2 separate regions of the Triticum aestivum genome follow, and region 1 is linked to region 2. Evidence: chromatin contacts called from public Hi-C data. All regions are on one chromosome and are shown on one strand. Each heading gives the region's core, a stretch centred on a gene start, on an enhancer-like site or on the middle of the called end of the contact. The rest is flanking DNA. Distances are from core to core; before and after follow the strand shown.

Evidence for each region. Hi-C and Micro-C count contacts between places; a contact is called where the count stands out from the background.
Region 1: a Hi-C map of leaf shows a contact between it and region 2, with 5 times the contacts expected there. The contact joins the promoter of LOC123165104 here to the enhancer-like site in region 2. A contact is called at or near these places in 3 of 5 Hi-C or Micro-C datasets (leaf and an unstated tissue) and 1 of 1 datasets of contacts at active chromatin or transcription factors (leaf).

What each region holds. Positions count from the first base shown.
Region 1 is chr7D:131,771,630-131,775,618 of IWGSC CS RefSeq v2.1, forward strand. It overlaps LOC123165104 (peptidyl-prolyl cis-trans isomerase CYP40), which reads left to right and starts at 1,278. Exons shown (of 9, transcript XM_044582736.1): 1 at 1,278-1,655; 2 at 3,276-3,776. The coding sequence starts at 1,446.
Region 2 is chr7D:131,494,664-131,498,887 of IWGSC CS RefSeq v2.1, forward strand. No RefSeq gene overlaps it. Among protein-coding and RNA genes, the nearest start is that of TRNAV-AAC, 5.3 kb to the left of the region's middle. Within about 2 kb of position 1,413, at least 3 of the 8 cell types and tissues checked have an H3K27ac peak or open chromatin away from gene starts, as enhancers often do.

The DNA.
Region 1 (3,989 bases), core at 28-2,527, 280 kb after region 2:
GCATTTCCGGCCTTTGGGAAAACCAAGGATCATTGCCGTCTTCGTGATTCATTCTTCCGCTTTTTTTTCTGCCAATGTGTTTTCAGTCACTGCATGAACAAGAACGTATCAACAATCCGCAAAATGCATTCTTGCTGTTTGCACGTAGAAGATAACACGGCAATCTTATCACATTTCCTGCGTAGGCAACCAACACATCATGGCAAGTAGGACATGCACATTCATTCTCTTTTCTGAAATCTGGATGCCAGCTATCATTTTGAAGCGATGGCAACAACCAATAAAATAGGATGGCAAGCAACAAGACAACATGATGGCAGCTAACGACCACGATAGGTGGCAACTGATGTTAGATACAAGTGGCAAATATTTTTTCTCCCTCCCTATGCCAAATTTCTCCTTTCTCTCCCTATTTTCAGTGATTCATGCGCATCCTTCATTACCAACTACTCATACCAAGCCAACCCAGAAGCTTAGCTCAACTCTAGCATAGTATATGGCAGATCTGGCGTATGTTGGTGGGCAAATGCGAATACACATAAATCCGTGGGGTGTTTTCCCTCATAGCGTGGATCCAGTCGCCATCTTCGTGGGCAAATTTGCAATTTCAAATTTCTGGAAAGAAGAAGGACGAGAAATAGAAGGAGATCGGAGATCGACCTGCTTTTTGCTCGTCGTCTTGGGAGGGCGGGGTTGGGGGGTGGGGGTGGGTGGTTGGCGGTGGGAAGGCGCTATGGATCTGTCCTGGTTGCCATGGCAACCAGAGAAGGAAGGCGATGGAGGTAGGGGATCGAGAGGTAGGAGACGATGGCGGCAGGTCGGACTGGGGATCGAGAGGAGGCCGGGACGACTGGCGTGCCGGGTCATGCGGGCGGCGCGGTCGTTTGCCCGGACGTGTGGGCGATTTTGCCACACACCGGACGTGCGGGCTGTGGCTGCGCACGCCCGGACGCGGTCGTGCGGGCGGGGTCATCTCCGTGCCACACAGGGCGTGCGGCACAACCAACCGATACACCACACGTGTGGCAGTTATCGGCGTCCATTTTATTTTTATTTTTATTTTTTTTCTTCTGTGTTTTTTGAGGTAATCAGGCCAGAAAATGTTAGATGTGCGCTGCAGGCCGTGCCATGCTAGGCACATTTAAGCATGGGCTGGGCCGGCCCAGATGCCGAGGTACGCTGAAAACCGTTCACGTTGCAATAGACTATTTTGCCCTCAGCGAGGACCCGATAAACCCACACCTACCCGATAAAACTCCGGGACCGGAAAACTTTACCCTAGCCCCCACCCCCACCCCCCTCGGTCCACCCCTCGTGCCCAGACGCGGTTCTCGCCGTTATTCTCCCGTGGTAACGGACGAGCGCCACCACCACCTCCGCTTCCGCCGCACCTCGACAAGCTCCACCCAGGCTAGGGTTTGATCCCCGGTCCCTTCGTCGGAGCAATGGAGGGCGCAGCACCGGCCCCAGCGGCGGCGGCGGCGGAGGTGAAAAACCCGAGGTGCTTCATGGACATCACCATCGGCGGCGAGATGGAGGGGAGGATCGTGATAGAGCTGTACGCGTCCGTGGTCCCGCGGACGGCGGAGAATTTCCGCGCGCTCTGCACCGGCGAGAAGGGCGTCGGCGCCTCCGGCAAGCCGCTCCACTATAAGGTTAGTGTATTGAGTGCTTACTGATTAGAGCACCTTCTGATTTGATTCCTTCGGTGCTGTCGCCGAGTGGTTCGAGTGGTGCAAAATGCAATTTGGTCTGGTTGAGCGACACTCTTGAGCGATTGGGGAGTAGTTTGCATAATAATTGTGCCGTTTAGTGTCAGAACATCTGAGTTTTGGTGCGATTTGGCTGCTCCTGTTACCTTTTTCAGCGAAAATTGCTTTTTCTGATGCAATTGACAATATAGGGTTTTGACCCGGATTTCGTATGGTCTGCCCTCCTATTTCTTGTAGATCAATTTCTTCAGAGGCTTCGTTTTGGTCGGGAGGGATTTGCTTCCCGTGTAATTACATAGCTGCTCCTGCTGATAATTGGAACCCGTCTTTGTAAATATCGCCCCCTTTTTGTCACATGGCTGGATTTTGCTCAATCTATGCTCTAACCTAGCCGGACCAGTGCCTACTTTTTCCTTTGTACTCAGAAAGTAGTACTATTACTTTCCCTGTGATGTCAAATCCTGTCCTTTGCCTGTCAAAAAACAATTCGTGTCCTTTGATGTACAGTTAACACTGCTAGTACCACAAGTCCTGCCACTGTTAATAAGGGCCCCCTCCCTTTTGACTTCATTCCAAAATTGCACAATGCATATATTAACCTATAAGTACCATCACGTGGTAGCTTTTGTGCGCGGGCATGTGCTTGTCGGAACCTGGTAAATACACTCCTTTTTCCCACTTAAAAGTTGGCACATCTGCCTCGTGCTGCTACAGTGCTCGTAAATCTGTGTATGAATAGGCAATGATTTGCTATCAGCCTTACAATGCAGTGATTAGATCACATGGAGATTCTTGTACGCGCGAGGAACTACGGTGCTGTTCGCAATAGTGTGTGCATGTGGTACTTTCATCACAAAATATTCCATTGACAGGCCAGTTAGTGCAAAACACTGCACCTCTTTATTTTAAGCGAAAACATAGCAGACCAATTTTGAGTAATCCGGAGAATTTTGTCTCCATAAAGAAACATTCGTTGCGCAGCTGGCCTTGTAGCCTTTTGGAAGGACAGAAGCCATCACTGTATCTTGATTTTGTTTGCCACTCATTTTGATTTATGTTTTGGTCACTGTTCTTACATAAAGTGAGGACACAATTTGTTGGTTGCCACGTGCTTAGCTTTTGGGTAACTGCTTGGCCTTCCGCACTCAACCTGAGTGAAACTAATGTTTATGAGAACAGTGATGCGTGCGAACTGAGAGTAAGTGCAGTAGTACTAGCTGATTTCTTTCTGCTTACCTGTTGGAGACTGTGTGATGTGCATTTGGATATGGATTCTGAATGTGCATGATGGGTATTTTTGGTTGCAGTGTTTCTGGACAGAGCCACTCACCATCTTAACTTCTGATATTATCGATGATCATTCTTCTTCCTAACGGATGGAATTTATCGGTGTTCTTCTGTGTTGAAAACTATTATTTTTTCTAATTTCCATTTTCCAATTTCAACCAACAAAAGTCATGGTGAAAGTTTGATGTTGTCACAACTGTTTATGCTGCACTGATTCGCTTACTAGTTCTTCACAGTAAGCACTTGACACATCTTTGGTAATTGATATTCTTGCAGGGATCATACTTCCATCGCATTATCAAAGGTTTTATGGTACAAGGTGGAGATTTTACTGCTGGTGATGGAACAGGAGGGGAGTCGATTTATGGATCGAAATTTGAGGATGAGAATTTTATTTTAAAGCATGAGAGGAAGGGAATATTATCTATGGCCAATTCTGGCCCCAACACAAATGGATCTCAATTTTTCATCACTACCACCCGAACACCTCATTTAGATGGGAAACATGTAGTTTTTGCGAGAGTAATAAAGGGAATGGGTGTGGTTCGTTCTTGTGAGCACATTCCTGTTGGAGAAGCTGACCGTCCCACAGTTGATGCCGTAATTGCTGAATGTGGGGAACTTCCTGAAGGTGCAGATGATGGAGTTGTGAACTTTTTCAAGGATGGTGACATGTATCCTGACTGGCCAAATGATCTCGATGAGAAGCCTACAGAGGTTTCATGGTGGATGGAAGCTGTGGAGTCTGCCAAGGCTTTTGGGAATGATAATTTCAAGGTAATTTCTGTCCTAGCTAAGCTATATCTTATTTTGTTTAGGTTAGTGGTATTTCCACATTTTCAGACTAAACTTTACTAGTTTGCCCTTATATCTCAGATGTGTGCTCAATTTTTCGCAACAATGTTTACTGCATTGGGTGATACTATTCTAACCCGTGCATCTTTTAGATAGGATATTAAACCAACAATTTTAACTATTACTCTGATTGAA
Region 2 (4,224 bases), core at 163-2,662:
GCAACAACGTCCCTCTGTAGGCATAATGCCTCACGCGTTCTATCCCCGTCTCGATGGTGCGTCTGGTGTCATCGGAGGGTGTGTGGAAGTGTGTCTCTTCGACTCGCGGGATTCGGTTGATGCTGGTATTCGATGGATTTGTTTGGATCCGGTCTTCATTCGCTGTTGTGGTGTTTGAAGGTTTGATCCTTCTTATCTACGAGTTTCTTCATCGGCGTTTGTTGCTGCTCTAGTGCGTTGGTCCTATGGGGTCTTAGCACAACGAACATTCCCGATTGATCCTTCCCGACAGTCTACTACAAGAGGGAGGGGCGATGACGGTGACGCGCCTTCGAGTCGCTCCAATGTTTGTAGTCGTCGTTAGGTGGACCACGGACCTGGTTGTAATTTTTTATCGTCTCTGTTGTGCTTCGTACTGTCATGATTGAAGATAAATAGGCTAATAGTTTCTCAGAAAAAAAAATCTAACCAAGTTTACTTGTACATCTTTAGCTCAAGGTAGATACGCTTTGATTGCTATAAACTCATGATACAACTATCACTCATGTATAAACTACTCTCTCTCTAAACTAATATAAGACTTTTTAGATCACCAAGTACGGAGGAGTATTTCTGAGTAATAAAGCTTGACGAATTGTTTTTTTCTTAACTTCTATACCTTGACCGTGCGGAGTGGGGCCAGAGCACCACCTACGCACGCTTTTGGTGCAAATGGCAGAGGTTGCACGCGAGAGAATATCAGGTGCTTCCAAGCCTCATATACTACGGTGATACGAGCTCCTCGGGTCTTATTATTTTAGTGAAAAGGCACTTAAAGAGTTTAGAAATTGCGCACAAGTATAAAAAATGCTTAGATGTCATTGGATCTGAGATCTAATGGCCTAGAAACTTATATCAACGTAGCATCTAAAGCTTGGGAGCACCTGATATTTTCCTGGTTGCGCACTTGTGTCGTTTATTAGGTGGCTCATTCCGAAAAATATACTTCATCCATTCTATAATGTAAGACGTTTTTAACACTATATTAGTGTTATAAAGCGTCTTATATTACGAGACGGAGGAGTATACGATGGAGTCGGTGAGGCCTTCACTACTTCATCTGAATCTCTTCGCGTCATGAACGAACCAGACAATACGATAACTGCAACCCTGCAAGTCTGCAACCGCACCGAGCTCCCGGGCCACCACGATAACTGCACTCAACTATGGCTTTGACTCTCTCGACTGTGCGCGGCCAAGAAATCCAAGACAGCCCCCAATAATTGCAGGACACGGACGGCGCCACCGGCTCACGTCTGTACTTGCCAGCCAAATGGCCGGGACGGCCGCGCATGCCCGCCGCAGCATGGCCGATCGCGCCGCGGTGCAGGAACCCGAGAGAAAGGCTGGCGACGACGGTCTACGCTACGCGCCGCGCAGAGGGTGGCCACGGGGTGAGGGGCCCGGCCGGTTGAGGCGCCGACCGCCGTGTGCTGTCGACGTCCCGCGCCGCTCCGCCAGGTGACGGGACAGCGACCCGACGTGGGCGGAGACCAGATTTGGGGGAGGAGGAGGCAGAATAGCTTGGGAAGTCAGGACAGCGTGAGGCCAAATCACGGCGCCCGAGAGGCAGGGGCAGGCAGGGCGGGCGGTGGAGCCGACGCGGGCCTTTTTCCGCCGAGTGAGAGCAACTCTAGCGAAGACCCTAAATATTGAGCACCAGGAGTCATAAAACTTGCATCACATATTCAGTTTGATGCTGGAAGTTTAAAAATACGAAATTGCAGTCACACGGTCACACTTTGCCCGTATTCAATGTATCCCGCGCTTACGTAGCGTGATAGCATGGCGGGGCCACTGTCAGTGACTGGAAGCACTTCATGTGACACGTGCAATTTTTTTGAAGAAACACCCCTCAGTTTATATTTAATTACGCAAAAGACCCTTGTCTGGACCCGCTTGTCAGCGCGAGATGGGGTGGGAAAAATGTAAAAGGAAAAATGTCCCCGGGGAGATTCATGCTAGTGACCTCGAGCATGTACATACACGTCCTAACCACTGCACATAGTACAAGTTGGTGTCCATAGAGAGACACACTTGATTTTATTTCTTTACGTATAGGATCTGTCAAAAAAATTTGGAAAAATGTTGATGTGGGTGGGGTTCAAACCATGATCTACTTCTTAGTGCCACGCATGGGTAGCCAACATACCAGTGGTGCTTGACGTTTAATTAGCATAACTGGAATCTTCGTATCCTCATAAGACAGAAATTATCAAAAATCTACACAAAAAATAGGAGCCCGCGGATTGAACCCTTGACCTGGATGACATTCGTCCTCTAAAGAGATAATCCGAATTTTTATTATATATAGTTGGCTGCCATACTAATTTTTACTTTTATTTTGCAAATTTGCACACCGTACCTAACTTTAAAAATAGGTTCCCCGTAAAAAACTGGATCATAAAAATTTCTGGTTTCATAATATGTCTCCAGATGTAAATCAGCCCATTTTATTTTATTTTGGAAAAAAATTAAGTACGCAACATAAAGTTCCAGAATGATACCGTGCAAAATTTCATCCATATTGTATAAAATTTCACCATTTTTTTCATTTAACAGGACACATGCACATGTATGATGGAATTTCATCCATATTGTATAAATTTCCATCGATTTTTTCCAATACGTTGCGAGCCAACTGATGATAATCTCGGGCGTTTTCAGTATAAAATCAAGTGTATCTCTTCTTTGACGTGAATTTGTGTCTGGCGCCATGGTTGGTTCCTGTAAATTTGTGCTTGATAGCTTGGGTTCAAGCCGCACCATCTTCATCATTTTTAATTTTACTTTAGAGATCCTGTACGTATAAAGAAATAAAAAGAAGTGCCTTTGTATATATGGACATCAACTCATATTGGGTTGCAGTGGTTAATTGATGCGTGTGCATGTTCGAGGTCGCTAGCTTGAATCACACTAAGCTCATTTTTTTTTCCATTCACATTTCTCCTGCCCACCCCCTGCTGACAAATTGGACTCAGCGAAGGTCTTTGTGTAACTAAATACAAGGCAAGGGGTGTTTCTGCAAAAAAATAACGCGTGTTGTTTCAGTCACTGACATTGGGCCCTGCCATGCTCTGTTACGCCACATAAGCACGGGATACGCCGAATGCGAGAAAAGTGACCGTATTTGCACATTCGAATTAAGTTTAAGTGACTGCAATTCCGTATTTTAAAAGTTCTAGCACCAAACTGAACATGCGACGCAAGTTCTATAACCTCCGGCGATATTACCTCCCAAATATTCTCGGTCTGTCAGTTTGGGTCTAAACGGACAAATGAAGCGGCCCAACGTGCAACCTCATCCACAAAAAAAGTCCGTTTCTGATCCGGTTTGCCCCATCCCGAGCGCAAATTTGGTTGGGCTTTGCGGTCGAGCGGACACAGAACGGACGCGTGCCGGCGCGGCGGTGGGCGGCGCGGGACGACGCTGCTACGGGGCGGCCAGGGCGCGCGCGCACGGGCGGCGTGCGCGGGCGCGCGGCGCGTCGACGGGCGGCGGGGCGCGGCTGCGAGCTGGCGCTGCGGGACGACCACGGCGGGGCTGCCAGGGCGCGGGCGGGCGGGCGGCCACGGCGGGCGCGGGGCGCCTGCCGGCGCTGCTGCGGGCGCGGCGCTGCGGGACGACCACGGAGGGGCGCGGTGCTGCGGCCACGGTTGTTCCGCAGCGTGGCTGCAGGAAAGTATCTCGTCACAGCCTCGTCCACTGCACCGGCGAGGCGAGAGCACGAGCTCGCGGGCGGATAAGGCGCATGCGTGGGCGCTTGGCCGAGGCGGACAGTTTAGGGATAGTCGCCGCGTTAGGCGCCTCCAGCAAAAGCCGGACATGTGTGTCTGTTTTAACACCCATTATCATCTTAAATGAATGAAAAACGGTTGAAGCGGACGTCCGTTTGAGGTTGTGCGCTGGAGTTGGCCTGATACCAAAGTGAGACTCTAGAGACAAAGCCATGGGAACGACCGAACGACGGTGGCATGTTATGGCAGGACGGCCAGTGAACGGGGCGTCGTTCTGCGTTCAAGGAGGATATGACTGCGCGAATGGGATCTAGAGACATACACCGCACAGAGTTTTCACTTTTTCTAGGGATTGTCTAGACCCTCAAACCTCCGGTATATATAGTGTTCGAACTGTTTGGGTAAAGTTTTGTCATCAATGGAATTCATATCGGTTCGTAAAATGAT